Linked DNA regions of Mus musculus: region 1 is linked to region 2. A link is a contact called in public promoter capture Hi-C data. All regions are on one chromosome and are shown on one strand. Each heading gives the region's core, a stretch centred on a gene start, on an enhancer-like site or on the middle of the called end of the contact. The rest is flanking DNA. Distances are from core to core; before and after follow the strand shown.

Region 1 (2,700 bases), core at 132-2,631, 1.0 Mb before region 2:
TATAAGATCTGGCTATAGTTAAGCCTATAGGGCATTTTCTTAATCAGTGAATGATGGGGAGGGCCCAGCCCATTGTGGGTGGTGCTACCCCTTTGCTGGTGGTCCTGGGTTCTATAAAAAAGCAGGCTGAGCAAGCCATGGAGAGCAAGCCAATTAGCAGCACCCCTCCATGACTTCCGTATCAGCTCCTGTCTCCAGGCTCCTAGCTCCTCTCCTGACTTCTTTCAATAATAAACAGTGCTTTGGGTGCGCAAGCCAGATAAACCATCTCCTCCCCACGTTGCTTTGGTTGTGGTGTTTCTTCACAGCAGTGATAACCCTGACTAGGACCTGTCATTGCTGCTGTCTCCTGAGGCTCCACACTCCTTACCCAAGCGGTCCTGAAGCAGCTCCTTCTCGAGCAGCACCAGCCTGTGCTTGGCCTCAGCCTCCACACCTGTCGTGGCAAACCACGGAGTCTTAGGCTACGCTGATCTCGCCCCTGCCCTGTCTTCCTCCCGCACTTTTTGCAGGATGGGGGAAGATCACTGATACCCAATGCCAAAATCTGACAAATTCATAGCCAAGCCTTCACTGCCTTGTACTTGGTGTGTGCTCAAAAGAAGGGTGAAACAGATGACAGAGGCAAAGGACTAGAGGGGGCTCCAGGGGGAGAGAGGCAGTCTCCGGTCCCCAGCCTGGCCGAATCTGAACTCAGGGCTCTGAAGAGGAGGGCAAGAGAGCCTCACTTTAGCCAACTGTGGTGTCAATGCCTAACTAATGCCAGGCATTGTGAGCACCAGGCTGTCCCAGCACTAGGAGGACTAGGAGGATACGTTTGAGGCTTGCCTGGGTTTCTTAGTGACCCTGTGTCAAAAGAACAAAAGACAAAACCAAAACAAACGCCCTCTGTCTTGTTGCCCAGGGAGCTGGATTCCCTCTAAGGACCTTGGTGTGGACATGGACATGCAGGGGCACTGGCCTTCACCCATGGTGACTCACCAGGACTTGAATTCTTTTTCTTCTTCCGTGCCTCAGCTTTTCTCCCCCTTCCTTTGGTTTTAGGTGGCATCCCGCTGTCCTGACGAAGGGAAGACCTATGTAGGTCAGCATACAGACAGGCTTTCCTGACTCTTACACTGAGTTGGTTGGGGGTTTCTGGAGCATCAGAGTGCCAGTCTCCCAGTGCATCTTACACTTCTATAGAAGCTTCATTTCTTGGTCTCTGGGACCCTTAGGGAGGGCTGGGATCACTGAGGGAGAACAATCCTATGTGCAGCAGTCAGCTTCTTAGAGAAACTTCTGGACATCCCTTCTCTCTCCCCAACTTGTGTACTCTCCTCCTTCCTACCTACCTGCAAGACTTTCTGTTGCTTGTGTGGTGTCTCCCTGGGAAATGACATGTCATGGGGACAGTAAAGAGAGACCCAAGTAGATTGAGTCTAGGGAGGAGCCTGGGTCCTGGGAGCCAATCCAAGGTGTAAAACTTCCTCAAGAGGTGGGACCAAGAACTGGGATGTTGGGTTTCTGGATACTGCACGTTGTCCAGGCAACTGGAAAACTCAGGCAGGTGGGTGAGCTAAATCAGCTCATACAAAGGAAAGCTTCTCTTTTTACCTCCATATCCTAGCCCTAAAGAAGAGGCTTAGGAGCCGAATAGCTATTATTCATGTCTACACAGGCACTACCTGTGGTCTGGAGACTCTCCAGGCTAGGAATCTACAAACTTGCAGTCTGGGAGAGCAGTGTTTTGCAAGACATAGGGAAAGCAGGGATAGCGGCCATCACAGCTACTTTATATCTGGAGGTTTCGTGTGAACACAGTGACATTATTTACTTTAAAACAGAAGGTTTGGGGGCTGGAGAGATGGCTCAGTGGTTGAGAGCACTTGGCTGCTCTCCCAGAGGTCCCGAGTTCAATTTCCAGCAACAGCATGGTGGTTCACATCCATCTGTAATGGTATCGGATGCCCTCTTCTGGTGTGTCTGAAGACCACCAGATACATAAAATAAATAAATAAATGTTTTGTTTGTTTTTTGTTTTTTGTTTTTGTTTTTGTTTTTTTTTAAACAACAACCTGAAGGTTTGCCTCAAAAAGGCTACTGTGGTGTGTGAGGGAAACATGTTCTGACACAGGTAGTTGAAAGGATGCTGACCCACAAAGAGGAACACAAATTAGACAAGAGTCTGGAGTTCAGCTACTTAATTTTGCTCAGCTTGTATTTCTTGGTGTATAAGTTTTGTAGCTCCTGAAATCCCCAGACGTCAGTGCAGTGTTTACAGGACTCCTTTTTCCCTCTCCAGTCAATCTTGCCTTCTCCCACTATTTCTTTATGAGGTTTAATCTGCAGGCAGGGGTTTAGCAGCCCCCAGGCTCCCTGCAGCATAAAGTTGCTTAGGGCTCCCTCTAGTGGACTTGCTTGACCGCCTGCACCTCCTAAAGTTTGCAGTTGGTAATTTCTTGGGCAATATTGGGGGAGATCCCCTTTACGGGGTGTTTTTTAGTATCTTATGTATAATTAAAATTTGATTGTTGGCAGAAAGCATGACGGGAAGCCCTCCCTCCATCTGGGAGAGATCCGTCTGGACCTGTGCCATCTCTGGGCACCATAATGTCACCATACATAGAATTTAAACAAGCCTTCCTCCCTGTGGATTATGGAACCTACAGATCCTTTTTAGGCATGTCTGTCCATTCTAGTCCCTGAAAATGTTGGTCA
Region 2 (2,700 bases), core at 165-2,664:
GTAAGCTTGGGGTATTATGAATGGAAATCTCAGGAGAAAAGTATACTTTAAAAAAAAGATTTATTTATTTATTATATGTAAGTACACTGTAGCTGTCTTCAGACACTCCAGAAGAGGGAGTCAGATCTCATTACAGATGGTTGTGAGCCACCATGTGCTTGCTGGGATTTGAACTCAGGACCTTTGGAAGAGCAGTCAGTGCTCTTAATTGCTGAGCCATCTCTCCAGCTCCTTCCTTCCTTCCTTCCTTCCTTCCTTCCTTCCTTCCTTCCTTCCTTCCTTCCTTCCTTCCTTCCTTTCTTTCTTTCTTTCTTTCTTTCTTTCTTTCTTTCTTTCTCTTTCTTCCTTTTAAGGCTGAAAAGCCCAAGACCATCCTCGGAAATGACTTGGGCTGGGGCTGGGGGTGGAAGGTTAATGGGGATCGTATCTGGAAAGGAGATGAAAAGGGAAGCTCTGCCCTCCTGTCAGCACACGGCTTTCTGAGCTGGCTGGATGTGTTCCTCTGAGGCACAGAGTCACTCGCTGGCCCCTGAAGAGTGGGAGATTTTTGCCCTTGCAGGCTCCATCTCTGGCAAATTGCAGAGTTTGGATAAGTCACTCCAGTCCCTGAAAAGTGAACTCCATCACAACTGCTGACATTGGCGAATATTCTCCACACCCTTCTCCCTCATAACTTGGGACCAGAGGTGATTGATGGTGGGAACCGGCAGGAAAGGGACAGCCGTGTCTCTCTGGAAAGAGCCCTGGAAAGAGTCAGAAGAAGCTGCTGCAAGTGACAAGGGTAAACCACAGGAAATCAGCCCGGTTTAGTCACCTGCTTAGCTCTCATAGATAGCAGTTATTAACCACAGGCCCCGTTGTATAGATGAGTAAAATGGGGTCAGAGAGGTGAACAGCCTGACCCAAGCCACGGCGGTGGTAAGCGGTTGGAAGGCAAGACCATTCGCAGCAACCCCTTGTCTTCTCCAAACACTCGCAGGTTCTGAGCAGCACTGCTTACTCTTCTGGAGCCCAACTAGGCAGAAGCCTGGGGTTCCCCGAAAGAGCAAAACTGCCCCAGGAGTAGGAGCCGCTGAGGGCGTGATGGGGAAGGACTGCCAGGCGGGGTCTCGACGGACAGGTGTTCCTCAGGGTCGGGACCCGCCCCGGCAGCACCTTGACACCCCTCTCCCGGCCCCCAGTTCCACGTATGCAAATCCCTGTTTTGCATGGGCCCGGGACCAAGCGCGGGGGCCCTGCCAGGGGGCGTGGCCGAGGCCCCCGCCCCGCGCCGCGTGCTCACCTGGGGAGTGTGCTAAGCCTGTCCGCGGAGTCCTGCCGGGGCCGGAGCAGCGGAGTGTGCGACCGAGGTGGCAGCCGCTCCTGTAGGGGCTGCAGCTGCGGCGGCAGAGGGCGGGAGGAGGGAGACCCTGGCTTCCCCGGGGGCCAGGCTGGGGCAGCAGCGAGGGACCTGGGGGGGCGCAGGCTTTGGCCCCGCCTGGGGCAGGATGGTGAATCTGGAGCCCATGCACACAGGTAAGGGGAAGAGGGAGTGAGCTCCGACAGGTGTCACTGCGCGTGGGAAGGGACCAAGGACAGGGACACCATTGCACCACGCGAGGGGCTGGGGGGTGGGGGTGGCGTTAACTCCTCGGCGGCCAGGAGAGGGCGATGCGGATAGCGGGTCCTTCCGGGCTGGCGTGGATAGGTAGGTATGGGGAGAGGGGTTAAAAGGAGCAACTTTGAAATATGAAATCTTGGAGAACAATGGAGAGAGGCATGAAGTTCCTGAAGCCCCAGATCTGGGGAGTTAGTGCGTGGGACTTGGGTGTGCTGAAGCACTGGAGTCCCAGGAGGTTGCAGGAGTTGGGTGGTTCAATCACTCAGCTAGGGTGTGGACCTGGGAGTGCATACGTGTATCCACATGCTGCGTGTTTGGTGTCCGGGCACCTGTGTGAAATGCAGGCAAAGTGGGCATGGGGGGTGCCTAGGGGAAGTGGGTAGGGTGGAGCAAATCCAAAGGCGCACCTGGGGCAGATGCCATGCCACGGGATCGTTCATTGATTAGGGCTTGTGCAAGCATGTGTTTGTGTGTATGTGTGTCATGAGTGTCTGTCTGTCCCCCTTGTGTGTTGGGAGGATGGGTGGAGTAAGCGCCAAAGAACCTGATGAGACTTGGACCACACGTGTTCCGGTTGTGTTGGAGGTGTGTCCACTCATTATCCATTGGTCATCTATGTTATGGGCTCAATGCATAATGGGTCTATATGCCAGAGGGGATGGCAACAGGCACATCTGAGTCCGATATCCTTTGACCTCCTTTCCTGAGGAAACCAGGAGATGAAATAGCCCGGAGTCAGTTACCCTGTAGCTTACAAATGGGAGGTGGGCGTGGAGAGACCCAGCCCTGTCAATCACTTTGATCCTCTGTGCATTGCTGGGCTAAGGATGCTACTAAGCTAGAAAGTTAGACTTGCTGATGGGTTGAGGTGGGGGAAAGGGCTGATCTTCTCATTGGCTGCCTGAGGTGTTGGGCAAGTAACAGAATCAAAATGCAAAAAGCTGTACCTAATTTGACCACTCACAGCCTAGTACCTTACCTCTTGCACACAGTGCAAGGGCCTAGTAATTTTTCCTTAGGACTTGAGGGTTGCTGTAGAAATTGTATGGATTGCTCTAGAAGAACAGGATGGGAGGAAAGGAGGAAAAGGAGAAAAGGGG

Evidence for each region. Promoter capture Hi-C pulls out the DNA fragments that hold promoters and counts their contacts.
Region 1: a contact with region 2 is called in a promoter capture Hi-C map of liver, with 2.8 times the contacts expected there. The contact joins the promoter of Ccdc153 here to the promoter of Pou2f3 in region 2. A contact is called at or near these places in 3 of 39 promoter capture datasets (cranial neural crest and liver).

Annotation. Positions count from the first base shown.
Region 1 is chr9:44,239,358-44,242,057 of GRCm38.p6, reverse strand. Ccdc153 (coiled-coil domain containing 153) reads right to left here and starts at 1,381. Exons shown (of 7, transcript NM_001081369.2): 1 at 1,335-1,381; 2 at 982-1,060; 3 at 371-436. The coding sequence starts at 1,051.
Region 2 is chr9:43,204,469-43,207,168 of GRCm38.p6, reverse strand. Pou2f3 (POU domain, class 2, transcription factor 3) reads left to right here and starts at 1,414. Exons shown (of 13, transcript NM_011139.2): 1 at 1,414-1,515. The coding sequence starts at 1,488.